3 separate regions of the Mus musculus genome follow, and all the other regions are linked to region 3. A link is a contact called in public HiChIP or PLAC-seq data. All regions are on one chromosome and are shown on one strand. The core of a region is the stretch at or near the end of the contact, and the rest is flanking DNA. Distances in the headings are between cores, read along the strand shown.

Region 1 (4,532 bases), core at 1,754-4,253, 180 kb after region 3:
ATTTTCTGTTTTTAGTCAGTTATGACAGAAGAACAGAATCAGAAAAGCTGGTGATGGATGAGTATCGATTGTTCTTTCCTGACTTGCCTTCTTTAAAAGAAAAGATATTGTGTGTGTTCGCGTGTGCGTGCATGCGTGTATGCATATGTGAGTGTAGGTTCCAACAGAGTTCAGAATGAAGTGCCAGATATCCCCGGGTTGAGCTCCTTACTCACTCTCTAAGAACAGGAAGGTGTGAACTAATTTTCCCGTCTCTCAGTGACTTCATCTAGAGAATGGCAGTTGTCATGAGCATTAATGAGGCGATCCGTGTGAAATGCTCATGTGATGGCTGACATATTGTGATCACTGTCAGAATTAGTTTAGGATGAACATGAAAGAATGGTAGCCTCTGAAGAAAACCCAGTACTTATTGGAGTTGGAGTCTTAATGCCTCCAACTGTCATCAACTTTGCTCAGAACATAATGTGCTCATAGAAAATGATCTCAGGTGCATACAGGGTTATGTCTATTACTAAACAGATTTTAAGAGCTGTTTGTACATCTGTCTCACTACTCATTTATGCTTCTCAAAAAAAGGTCTTTTTTCTTCTAGATCATTCTTTATTTGAATCTGTTTAGGGATCTCAATACATAGAATAACTAACAGTTCCAAGCCACCGATTAAATTTTCAGTAGCTAAATAGAGCTAAAGAAAATTTTGACTCTGTGTGACCTGAATAACAGCCTTTGTTTTACTGACAAGCAGAAACACGGGGACAGAATGCCATATTCTTGTTCTGTTTTGATTTTTTTAGGGGTGGAGTGGTGGTGGTAAGTTTTGTCTTAAACCAACAAGTTGACTCTCTTATTGGCTCAGTGTACTGTTCCAATGTTAGATGTTTGGTTTCAAGCTGGGGCAGGAAGAAGTGATAAGAAATTGTACCAGGTCTTGTTGTTGGGTTAAGTCACTCCTGGATGTTCCCACATGATTGAATCCTACTTTACGGGGAATCCAAATTCTACTCTGGAGTAGCAGTGGCTGACATGCTAGGAAAGAGATCCAAGGCATGCCTATGTTTGTATGTATGTATGTATGTATGTATCTACATACACACATACACACACACACACACACACACACACACATGTGCGAGAAGAAATTTCTCACGTTGTGTATATATAAAGTCACATATGACCTTAATATGGTCTGGTGATTTTTTAACAAGGAGAGTTCAGGGTGTTATTTATCATTCTGTGATTTTTAAACATACACAATGTCCCAGATACTGTGCTGGTAGCTGGGTGTAAGAAGAATAGGCCCTGCCCCTGCCTGCATGGAACTGAGCCTTGCAGAGTGGGTATAAACAGGTCTTCTCTTGGGAAGGTTTTTTTTTGATGGTAGCCTTTCACTTTGTTTCCCTGATCCCCATACTTGGCATTGATGTTCTCAATCCGTGTTCTTCTGCTGGAGTCCATGTTCTTTCAGAACAGAATGCTCCTTACGGTGCAGCTCTAGCTCAATGTTGCACTCACACAGCAGCAGATCAGCCATCTTGGTCTAATAACTGAATAAAAGGTGCTCTTCATTGCTACAGAGCATGATATCATGAAAGTAAAGAGGCTGAACTCAAATCCTTCTACTTTCTATTGGGAATTAACTTTTTGCTTAAAAATTTAAAAACAATTTATATCAACAAATTTCATTTGAAAATGAAAGCCTCTTGAGTTTTAACTTGGCAGAATTTGGATACTTTTCAAAAGAGGAAAGTGCTTAATATCTTAATAAAGTGATAATTAAGATCCCAAAGTTTAAAGTATACTGTAAAATATATTTTCCAAATAAAAAATTTACTCAATAGCTTGCTCATAGACAAAGATTAAGCAATGATAAACCTGGGTAACAGAACAGAAATATGCTTTGTAAGTTTACTACCCCAGCCTGAATTGTTTCCATTTTTCCATTTTTACTTTTAGTTCACAGCCATATGATACAAGACATGGTGTTAATCATGATGCTAATATATGTTTGCTTTTCTTTCTCACAAGAAGTCATATGTCTTTTAAAGAATATAAAAATCTCTCATGTGTGAATTTTTTAACCACAGAATCCTAGATTGGTGTCAAAATTTGTGTTTTAATTTTATGTTTATCATTGGGATAATCTTTGGGCTAAACCCTTCCATTTGTTGGAACGGTGTAGCTAGCACATAACATTGTGTTAATTCATTTCCATGTTTCTGAATGAAAATCTCTAAACAATAAAGGCAAGTTATGAGATATCCTCTTAAACTGTGGCCACGTGTCTGAAGTTCCTCTTCTGTCCACAGGTACCTTCTGAATTCCTCTATGTGGTCCAAGTGCTATGAGCCCAAGCATATTGTGGAGTGGCATGTGACTCTATTTTCTATCCTCTTGGCTTTTGCCGCAGTTGAATTCATCTTGTGTCTCATTCAAGTAATAAATGGAATGCTTGGAGGCTTATGTGGCTATTGCTGCTCTCGCCAACAGGTGAGAACTTGTGGGACTGTGTGGAGGTCTAGCCCTGTAGTGGCAACAAGGCCCCATTCTTCTCCGTAAAGGCAAAACCAGGCACAGGCAACAAACTAGAACCTACTCTCACTTCATCTTTGTGGGGAGGCATTTCTTACATTCAATTTTGGCTACAGTACTGAGTCTCACAGACTAAGTCGTCTTGGCTTGTAGATCATTCTGTGGGCACAGAAACACTTGCCTATAGACACAGTTCCTCCTTCAAGTCAAGTCCCCTGTATGTTCCACCCACCCAGCTCTGGTTACAGGTATGAGTGTCAAGATACTTAACCTTCATGTTCCTAAGTACACAGGAATAGTACCCAACACTGATTCCATAAGATGTAGCACTCGTCTCACTCCCCATTCACATGCTCAACTCAAGCACTGAACAAGATGCTTAAGTTCACTTACTCAGGAGGTAACAGACTTCAACTCCTCAGTTATTTTATGCCCAAGCCCTTCCTCTTAACCTTGGTGCTGCATTTCCTGTCCTGTTTGGTTCCCTGTAATTCTTTCCTAATAAGGAATAACAAAAATGCCTTACCCTTACTCTGTAAGCATGGAGTGCAATTATTAGCCTTTGAATGTCCTTGTGAAAGAAACTCTATGTGAAAGAAAGCCAGGAAGCTCTCATTTCCTGTGGATATGACTCAGGAATGAAATATCCACTTGTTTGTAACAGAGAAAGTTATTTTTTTTTCTGTTTTATTGAAATATTTTTTCTATGTCTCTATAAATCATATATTATTGAACAGATGGGAAGTTAAAATCGGCCCATTTTGGGAAGTTGCTGTTTTATGTCTTATTATTTAAGACAAGATAAAGTAAACTTATTTCACTTATATTTTCTATTTCATTCCATTTATCTCCTAATTCAATGTCTTTTGACTTTCCTTGGAAATAAGGCAAAACAAAACCAAAACAAAACAACACCCCCCCCCCCGCAAATATAAAAATAAAAAACCAGCAAACAAATAAAACCTAATAGAAACTAAAAGTCAGGGCTACTGGGAAACCCTTTGCTATAAATATATGGGAAAGTTTTATTCATTTTGAGAGGAAGTTACAATTTATTTCTAGCTTTATCTATCAGGCAAATCCACAAGGTTAAGAATTTCTTTGGGATCCTGCCAAATTTCCAGGAAAACAGCCTAGTGGGAAAACTTTTGTATGGCATTGTTTTTTGTAAGGCAACTGAGGGGAAGAACAAAATCAACCTTTGAGATTGATTCCTAAACGCAAACCTATGCTGTTCCTTGAAACGCAGACAAAGCAGAGAATAAACTCAGCTGCTGCTGGCCTTTGGTGCTGGGGCATTTGGGGCATAGGCGTAAGGAGTAAGTAGGTGGACAAAATTGGTTCTGTGTTTTGTGAGGAGAGATAACTTCCTGAGGTGGAGGCAAGCATGTGGTCTGTGGTCAGAGTCACTGTAGAAAGTGCTGTTTCTTAACATTTCGAAAGATCTATGACCTTTGTTTGCAAGACAAAAGGTGCTCTCTCAGGACAGGGGATTTAGTTTAGGAGAGCTGACTCCTAACTTGGTAGCATTTGATTTGAAAGGTTAACTAGGGTAACCCCACACCAGTGGGAAATTCCCACGGCATTATTTTAAGTTACTCCCCAAGAATTGCGACCCAACACAAACACACTACAAGCCAATTCTGTGTCAGTATCCTGAAGTTTCCATGAACACTTTCTGTAAATTTTCCTGGGGAAGTAAGTGGGTCTGGTTTGTTTGGGAAACATTTTGTGAGCTCTGTCTGATCCCTAATGGTGTGGCGGGCCTAGTTTTGATGAAAAAAAAATTATTCTATGTTATGTTTGCTTTGAATAAGACTGTGCATTTTGTGTTGTCACTGGTAATAAGCTAATGTAAATTTTATTTTCTTTACAGCAATATAACTGCTAAAAAAGAACACAAGACAGAAGGGCGTGCTTCCTGTATTTCACTGTAATTTGTATATTTTCCCTGTGTTGTGAGACTTTGCACCTTGTGCCACATCCTACCCTTTCTGCTT
Region 2 (4,180 bases), core at 1,311-3,810, 130 kb before region 3:
GTAGGAATCAGGGAGCTTGAGGACACCATGAGAACACAGCCCACAGAATCAAGTAAGCAGGGCTCACAGAATCTGAAGTGGCAACCGTAGAGTCTGTATGGGTCTGATCTAGGTGTTTTGCATATATGCTATGATTGTGTAGCTTGGTGACCTTGTGGGACTCCTGACAGTGGCAATAAGGGTCGGGTGTCTCTGATTCTTTTCTATGCTCTTTGGATCCTTTTCCTTCTATGGGGTTGCTTTGTCCAGCCTTGATATGAGGATATATGTCTAATCTTGTTGTAACTTGTTATGCTGTGTTTGGTTGATATCCCTGGGAGGCCTGCTCTTTTCCGATGGGAATGAAGGAGGAATAGACATGGGAGAGAGAGAGAAGATGGGGGGAGTGGCTGAGAGGTGTGGAGGGAAGAAAGACTGTGGTCTAGATATAATGTATGAAAGAAGAATTAAAAAAAAAAAGACTTGGACAAAGCACACCCATCTGTAACTCTGCCTCCAGTGGATCCAAAATCCTCTTGCAGGCAAAATATTCACACACATAAAATAATTTAAAAATAAAATTAAACTAAGATATTCTGACAATCCTGAATGAGGATAAACCTTGAGATTATGTAAATATAATAAACCAGCTACAAAGATACAAACACTGACTATAATTTATACAAAGTGGTTATTGTTATCAGATTCATAGAAGAAAAGGGAATATGGTCTCTGCCAGGGACAGAGGTAGGGGTTAAGGCAGCGGAGAAATCTCTAACACCTCAAATGGGAGTGCAGAGAATCAGCAGCTGAAGAGGAGTGAGGAAGTACGCACAGAGAAAAGGACCCTCTGCAAAGATGAAAATCCAGACTCTTCTCCAGGGCTGTTCTTGTTGTTTGCTTGTTTGTTTTTAATGTCTCTAAAGAGTCTACCTCTCAAATATTGGACTGGACAGTTTGAAGAAAGATAAAACGGGAAGAACCTGCAAGGCCTTTGGTTTACTTGGCCAAGCTTTCGCCTTAAGTCTTGGGAGATGACCACTTTTATCACCTCTCCCTATTGGTCTCCCAGGGAATCTATCTAATGCCTAGTCCCTCCAGTGTACAAGATGGAAACTGCTGGGGGTTAGCTTAAAAAGATGAAAAAGCAGAAAAGGAGAGGCACATCTGACCTCAGACATGTAGGACCATGTTTATTGATCACACCATGACAGGTTATTACGTTACCCACAGGAAACTGAGCCATATGTCCCATGCTATGCAGGAAGATGAGAGATTGCCCTCCGAGTCAGATGGCTGTGACCCTTATAAGGATGGAAAATGATTGTAGTGTATTTCCTCTTGAGTCCCCACTTCTGGCCATAAGGGAAACTAAGAAGTGTAGGCTTTTAACTGGAAACTATCAAATATGCTTATTATTAGTGAACTACACACTTTAAGATGATGAAGATGGACCCACAGCAGTACCCAGAAGATGAGCACTGTCCTCTTGTAGCAGAATGATATAGATGGAGAGGGCCTGGGGCCAAAGACAAAGGAAGATGGCCAGAGTTGTATCATTCCAGTTTCGGTGAATGCAGGTCATGTTGCCCATAACGCAGGAAATCTGAGCTGGAGCTGAGCCAGAAGAAAGTACAACTGTGAATTCAGTGACAGACTGATTAAATATAGGTGTGCAAAGATACTCACTTGGGTGTAAGTTGGCACTAAGAACCTATGTGGCCTCTAGTCTAGAATTTTCTGTTGGGCCCTGGGGACTTTGAGAAGTGTTACTGTAAGTTTTCACTGTGCACACAAGCAGCAGAAGCCCTGAGAAAGCTTAGGAATGTGTGTGTGTGTGTGTTATTATAACGATATATGTAATATATAATGAGTTATGATTACATATAATATAATACAGAAAGCATATATATTGCGTGAGTGTTTAGCCTGTGTGCGCGTCTGTGCTCCAAGTTTGTGCCTGGCGTCCTCAGAGGCTGGAAGAGGTGCCAGATCCCCTGAAACTAGAGTAATAGGAGTACCTACAGTGAACCACAATGTAGGTGCTGAAAATCAAACATGGGTCCTCTACAGAAGCAACAAGTGCTCTTAACTATTGAACTATCTCTCCAGCCCCTGTTTAACTTTGCCTAAGTTTTTCTCAAGTCAGTTGACTGCTGTACCCTTTTCCCCATTAAAATGTCTTCTGACTTACTAAGGACTACATTGGGGAAACTGTTCTTTGATCTATGAAGATGTTATTGTTGTTAGCAAAGTAAAGCAAAGGTCAGAGTGGTTGCTAGATCTGTGAATATTCAGTATGGTTACCCAATAGATGGTGGAAGCTTCCAGAACCTCAGGCCTGACCTGGAAACTGAGGACACTAACCCCTCAATATGGACAGTAGACTGCTAGAGGCTTTTGATCAAAGACAGCTTGCTCTCTTGGCTTTCTAACTCAAGTGCATGTGCCAGTAGAGACTTGGCCCAGTCTCTGCCTTGTTCTTTTTATCCTCCATATTGGCTTCTTGTCCTCACTTTTCCATTTGCATAACTAATATACACAGCACAGAGTTCCTGCAATTCTAAAGACATCTGGCCAGCACATCTTGAATGCTGATGTCAGGAAACATCTGGAAGAGAGTTAAAGTTACTGCCGGCCCAATGGAGAACAATGGAAGTATGTTAATATGGAAAAATCAGCAGGGGGTGGGGTTGGCTTGTGTAATAAAGATGGCTGCCAGGACAACTTATAAAAGTTTGCAAACTCTGTCGCATTTTGAGCATTCACACCACTGAGCATTAGAGCAGAAAGCCAATTAAAATGAAAGCATTGCCACTTTCTTTTGGACCCTTCCCCTAAAAGCTTTCCTTTTCTTTCTTTTTAAAATACATTCATTTTTGTCATCCGCACCTCCACCCCCAGCAAGATGATGTGGACCAAACCCAGAGCTTTGCATATACTGAGTAATCTACCACTGAGCTCCACCCCAGCCCCACGACCTTCCTTTCCAGAAAGCTTCCTGCCAGCTAGCCAAGATATACTTTTCTAAAAGCACAATGAACCAAGTCTTATTTTATAGTAGCATTAGTATGATCTTCCTCCCTTCCTGATCTCTCTCTCTCAAATTATAAACACATAAAATACTTTTTGTTCACCCATAATCTCTGTCTCTAAGAAGTTGGAAAAGTGAAGAAGAGGGCTCAGTACTTGTGACACAAGCCTGATTGACCCCCTAGTGGGGAACTGACTCCCAAAGGTTGTCCTCTGATTTCCACACTCTCTCCCTGGGTAATAATTAATAAAGCAGAGTAAATCAACGAGAGAAGACAGGTGCTTATTTAGCATATCAAGGTGGACCTTTGTTAGCATATCAAAGCCTCCAGGTTCTCCCAGCATCCCTCAGTCCTTGCCTGCCACAGGGTATAGCTGGCATATCTGTTCCCCGAACTCTTGAGCCCAAGGGTTGGGCTGCCCTTCCTCCAAAAGATCTTCCCTATATAATATAGATATTTTGATTACCCCCTCTCAGTTCCTCTTTTGATCCCTTTGTTCCTTTGGCCCCGTGGGTGCTGTACTTGGATCCTCTCTCACCCTCCTCCTCCTCCTCCTCCTCCTTTTCCCACATGGTCCAGTGTCATGAGCACTCTGGGCTTTCCCAGATGTTGCTTCTGGCTCTGTCTCCCTTCTATAATAATAATAATAAATAATATCTATAATAAACGCTCTCCTCTACCATACCTACAAGCAGTCATGTGCTTTCCTTTCCATTTAATTTCTTTCTTTCTTTTTTTTTTTTTTCTTCATTCAACTGTCTTAATTAAAAAAGGATAGGAGAAGGTCAGAAATAAAACTCGCTCGCTGCTAACATGATTGCCTAACACACAGGAGGCCTTTTGGATCTATCCCCAGTGTGGCAAGAATCTCACACACACACACACACACACACACACACACACACACACACACACACACACATACACCCATGCTCTCAAAAAATGAATAAATAAAAGGCAGACCTGGGCATCACTAATGGGCAGACTGAAATGTTTACTTTTTATTTGTTTGTTTGGTTTTGGTTTTTCAAGACAGGGTTTTCCTGTGAAATCCTGGTGGGCTATCCTGGAACTTGCTCTGTAGAGCAGGCTAGGCTGGGACTCAGAGATACACGCCTGTCTTTGCCTCTTGAGTGCTGGGGTTAAAGGCATGTACCATCACACCC
Region 3 (4,089 bases), core at 497-2,996:
TTGTGTTCCCCCACAAAGGAAGGTAGTGTATGTCTATCTCGTAGGTTAGCGCTCTGGAAGCAAAGGACCACTGCCTGCTACAGGTCAGCCTGGTCTACATAGCAAATTCTGGCTAACCAGAGCTACATGATGAGTCTTTGGTCCGGGTAAGGGTGGAAATGGGAAGAAAAGAAAAAGGGTGCCAGTTCAAATCTTTTTAGAAAAGACTCCCCGGCTCCATCACTCCAAACCAACCTCTTCCGTGATACGTACTTGTCCCTTTAAATAAATATGTTCATAATAAAAAGTCCTTTCGAAAACAAATTGGTCATTGTTTTAAACTGGAGGCTTATTTTGTACTAAGGAAAATGAGATCACAGAGGCATGAGGAAGTATTCCATTTCAAAAAATCTACTTTACATTTTTGTTTAAGTCAGAAGTATATCTACATTTTTCCTTCCTTCAAGTGATTCTTAGGCGATAACAGGCTTTGGATAATAATTACAGACTCAACAAATGTTTCCTCCAAAGTATCAGAGTTTCGAATCTGCACTTTTCTAGAGCCAGTCTGGCAGCTGAGTGTGTGCGAGGTGTTTCAAAGAGACACTCCAGGAAATGTGGCAGTGAATTTCTAGAATCGATTGGTACAGGCTTTCAACAAAAGAGATTGACACCAGATCCCCCCCCACCCCCCCTCTTCCCAGGCAGTCTGCCTCTGCAGTCTCCGTGGCTTTGAGAAAGAAAGAGTGAGCTGCACCTCTGCACTGAAATAGCCGCTTTAACGGTGGGATTTTAAAATACCGCTTTCATTTCATTTGTTTCTACTCGCCCCACCCTTCATAATTAAAACAATTCGGTCTTCCATTTTTGTAGAATCCCGGCTACACACTTAAATCAAGCTGAGCACCCTCAGAAGAGGTTATTATCATTCAGTTAGCTCCCTTTGAAGTACATTCCAGCCGAGGCAGGAGCTGGCTGGTGGGAGGTGCCCTGCGAGCCAAAAACACTCACTCGGAGCCAGGCCCCGCTCTCCATTGCCTTTTACTTTCTAGCTTCTTCTGTTGATTTATTCCACAGAGCTGCAGGCCAGTGGGGGAACTAGAGGGGAGGAAGCTTCCAGAACTTCTTAACTCACAAATTGTCTCTGCCTTTCATTATCCTCTGCGTCCACCGCACAGCTTCTCAGCCCTAGGAGGGTGCCTTTTGAATCCATAAATGACGTTTGGTTTTGTTGTTTAAGGGAGCTAACAGATTACCAGTAACTCACTCCAAAGACTCTGTTTTACAAAGGGTTTCCATTCCCAGCTTGTATGTGAAGAAATGTTGGGGGCAGGAGGAGGGAGGGCTGCAGCTTTTCAGAACTTTCTGAGACTGGCCTTTAAAACCGAACCTTAAAACTTTGCTAAATGTGGTGTGAATTCCCGGGATACTAGCTCCACCCATATACATCGAAAAGGATCATAAAACATTTCCAATCCCATCTTCCTCCCGGCTCGGGGAGGAAAAACTGTGCTCAGTGCTGTTGAATAGGCTGGTTCGTTAAGTTCTCTTCTAAACAAGCTGAATGAGGTCATGGGGTTGGTATTTCCATTTTATAGCTGGGAAAACAGGATCAGAGAAATGAAGTAACTTGCCCAAGTTTCATCTCCAGTAGTAGGTGAAAGGGTTTGAATTTGAGGCCTGCCAACTTCAGTCCTCACTGCCTTCTCCCTGGTACTGTCTGTGGAAATTACCGGAATAGCCTCAGAGGTCAAACTGCCTGGATTTAGACACTGGCTCCACCTGCTGTTAGCTACAGGGCTCTGGGAAAACCACTTAACTCTCTCTGGCCCTGTTTCCTCATCAGTAAACTAAGTTAATGGAGTCCTGTGTTCAGGCTTCACATGTTTTTTTTGCAAAGTCTAGTCAAGTCTCTTTGCCTCGCAAATCTTTCTGTGCCGTCCATGACACCTTCTATTGTTTGTCTCACTGTGTTCTTTGATCTATGTCCAACAAGATGCTTCATAAAGCATCTTAAATGAACTGTCAAGGATTTAGTCCAAGGGGCTGCAGAGATGTTTAAGAGCACTGACTGCTTGTCCAAAGACCCAGAGTTCAGACCTCAGTACTCACATGGTAGTTTAAAACCAGCTCTTATGCTAGTTCCAAGGGGGTCCCCCATCTTCTTTTTTGAATAGCTTAGGCACTGCACACATTTGGTGAACAAACATACCTGCAGGCAAACAAACAACCCCCCCAACCCATACATGTAAAAATAAATAAATAGCATTTTTTAAATTAAAATTTTTAAAGATTTATTTATTTATTATATGTAAGTACACTATAGCTGTGTTCAGACACCCCAGAAGAGGGCGTCAGATCTCATTACAGATGATTGTGAGCCACCATGTGGTTGCTGGGATTTGAACTCAGGACCTTCGGAAGAGCAGTCAGTGCTCTTAACTGCTGAGCCATCTCTCCAGCTTTAAATTAAAAAAATAATTTAAAAAAAGAATTTAGTTTAAAATTTCACAGCTCTATTGTAACTGACCTGGGATTTGAACTCTTGTGATTTTAAAGTCCTCTTCTCTGCATTGCATCACTGCTTTCTGTTATGCCAAGCTCAGGACAGGTTCAACAGCATCCTTAACTACTTCTTGAGAATTCCACTGGCAAATAGCCCACAGAACTGAGAAGTAGCCAGTACCTTACCTGATTACAACTAGAAATTTCTTCATTCTGTCTGCCACAAATCTGTGACTGGAGGGATCTTGTAGTTCACTAGTAGCTTAAGAGCCATTGCGAGGCCTTTGAGTTTTGTGATATCCTGACTCCTCGAAGACCCGATATTCTCCAGTGGTCATGCTCATGCATTGTGTGGCTTGGTGAAAGCACTGATAGACCTGCCCAACGCCTGACACACGGCTTGATGGCATGGCAGGGAAGTCAGCTGGAGTAATTGCAGAAGTAATGATGTTCCTGGAGATGGATGTAAGACCAGAGAACAGCAATATAGGGGTTAGATGAACATCCTAATGCCTGTCCATTGTCTATTCTTTGTGATTGTCTGTCTAGAATCTTGTAATTGGTGTTTTTCTATTCTAGCTAGTCTGTGTAAAAGACACACAATCCTGGTATTTTATTTACAAGCTATAGGCCTAGATTGGGCAGGTTTGGTGCTATTTTAACTTACATCACTGTGGCTGTATAACCTAAATACTAAAGCTGGGTAAGATGTGTTTGGAGGAAGAGAGACCTGAAGTACTGAGATGTGGAGAAATCAGAGGCCTGTTTTAGACAGGGCTTGTGGTGCCCTGTGAATAGACCACAATAGTTAGCCTTTCTGTTGCCGTGATAAAATACCTGAAGCAGCTTGAAGGAGAAAAGAGTGTCTTACCAGCTACAGTCCATCCTTTAAGGAAGAAGCCAAGGCTGGAGGAGCCCAAAGCAAGAACCGAGGCAAGAACCATGGAGGAATGTTCTCCACTAGGCCGCTCAGCTTGCACTCCCACATCTGTCATCAATCAAGAAAGTGCCCCACAGGTCTGCCCACAGGCCAGTCTTACAGATGCAAGCTTCTCTTCCCAGGTGACTCTAGTTTGTGTAGGATGACGTAAACTAACCAGCACACCTGCCAAGACGAGAGAGGATGATAATTAGTTTTGAGCACTCTTCATGGTTGAGGTAAAGGTGGATGATTGCCCTTTTGCTTATAGAAGGGCTTCAGCTATCAGGTGACAGTCAAAAGCATTCTGATCTAGACTTTAATTACCCAGTTTTGATAAGGACATACTGGGGAGGTTGGTCCTTTATTTTTAGCCTTTGGTATTGTCCCCCACCCCCCAAATTTGTGGGCAGATATGGGGATTTTTTTTTTAACCTTTCAAAACAGGACTGTCTTACTTGGGTTTCTGTTGCTATGATAAAACACCATGACAAAAGAGCAACCTGGGAAGGATGGGCTTTATTCCATCTTATATTTATCCCATCACCTGCGGGAGGGCAGGGCAGGGCAGGGCAGGAACCTACAGGCAGGAGCCTGGCCTGTAAGAATGTGTTGTCTGGCTTACTCAGTCAGCCTGCTTTCTTGTATAACCTAAGACCTCCTACCTAGGGTAGTCCTGCCCTGCC

Evidence for each region. HiChIP or PLAC-seq counts read pairs in DNA pulled down with a chosen protein or histone mark.
Region 1: a contact with region 3 is called in an H3K27ac HiChIP or PLAC-seq map of embryonic stem cells, with 10 read pairs. The contact joins two enhancer-like sites. A contact is called at or near these places in 1 of 15 datasets of contacts at CTCF or cohesin (the NIH/3T3 cell line), 2 of 115 datasets of contacts at active chromatin or transcription factors (embryonic stem cells and heart atrium) and 1 of 9 other capture datasets (liver).
Region 2: an H3K27ac HiChIP or PLAC-seq map of heart atrium shows a contact between it and region 3, with 5 read pairs. The contact joins two enhancer-like sites. A contact is called at or near these places in 4 of 39 promoter capture datasets (the 3T3-L1 cell line, hippocampal neurons and liver), 2 of 15 datasets of contacts at CTCF or cohesin (the NIH/3T3 cell line and liver), 42 of 484 Hi-C or Micro-C datasets (the 3T3-L1 cell line, 3T3-L1-derived adipocytes, the C10 cell line and 26 more), 13 of 115 datasets of contacts at active chromatin or transcription factors (bone marrow-derived dendritic cells, embryonic basal ganglia, embryonic fibroblasts and 9 more) and 4 of 9 other capture datasets (adipose tissue, embryonic stem cells, liver and 1 more).

Annotation. Positions count from the first base shown.
Region 1 is chr3:57,287,647-57,292,178 of GRCm38.p6, reverse strand. It overlaps Tm4sf1 (transmembrane 4 superfamily member 1), which reads left to right. Exons shown (of 7, transcript NM_008536.4): 6 at 2,310-2,490; 7 at 4,409-4,532. The coding sequence ends at 4,423. Among named protein-coding and RNA genes, the nearest start is that of Tm4sf1, 12 kb to the left of the region's middle. Within about 2 kb of position 3,003, at least 60 of the 459 cell types and tissues checked have an H3K27ac peak or open chromatin away from gene starts, as enhancers often do. A contact at or near this core is called in embryonic stem cells and heart atrium, where this site is marked.
Region 2 is chr3:57,603,166-57,607,345 of GRCm38.p6, reverse strand. No RefSeq gene overlaps it. Among named protein-coding and RNA genes, the nearest start is that of Mir6377, 11 kb to the left of the region's middle. Within about 2 kb of position 2,560, at least 17 of the 459 cell types and tissues checked have an H3K27ac peak or open chromatin away from gene starts, as enhancers often do. A contact at or near this core is called in adipose tissue and heart atrium, where this site is marked.
Region 3 is chr3:57,468,063-57,472,151 of GRCm38.p6, reverse strand. All of the region lies in intron 4 of Wwtr1 (WW domain containing transcription regulator 1), which reads left to right. Among named protein-coding and RNA genes, the nearest start is that of Tm4sf4, 45 kb to the right of the region's middle. Within about 2 kb of position 1,746, at least 141 of the 459 cell types and tissues checked have an H3K27ac peak or open chromatin away from gene starts, as enhancers often do. A contact at or near this core is called in adipose tissue, embryonic stem cells and heart atrium, where this site is marked.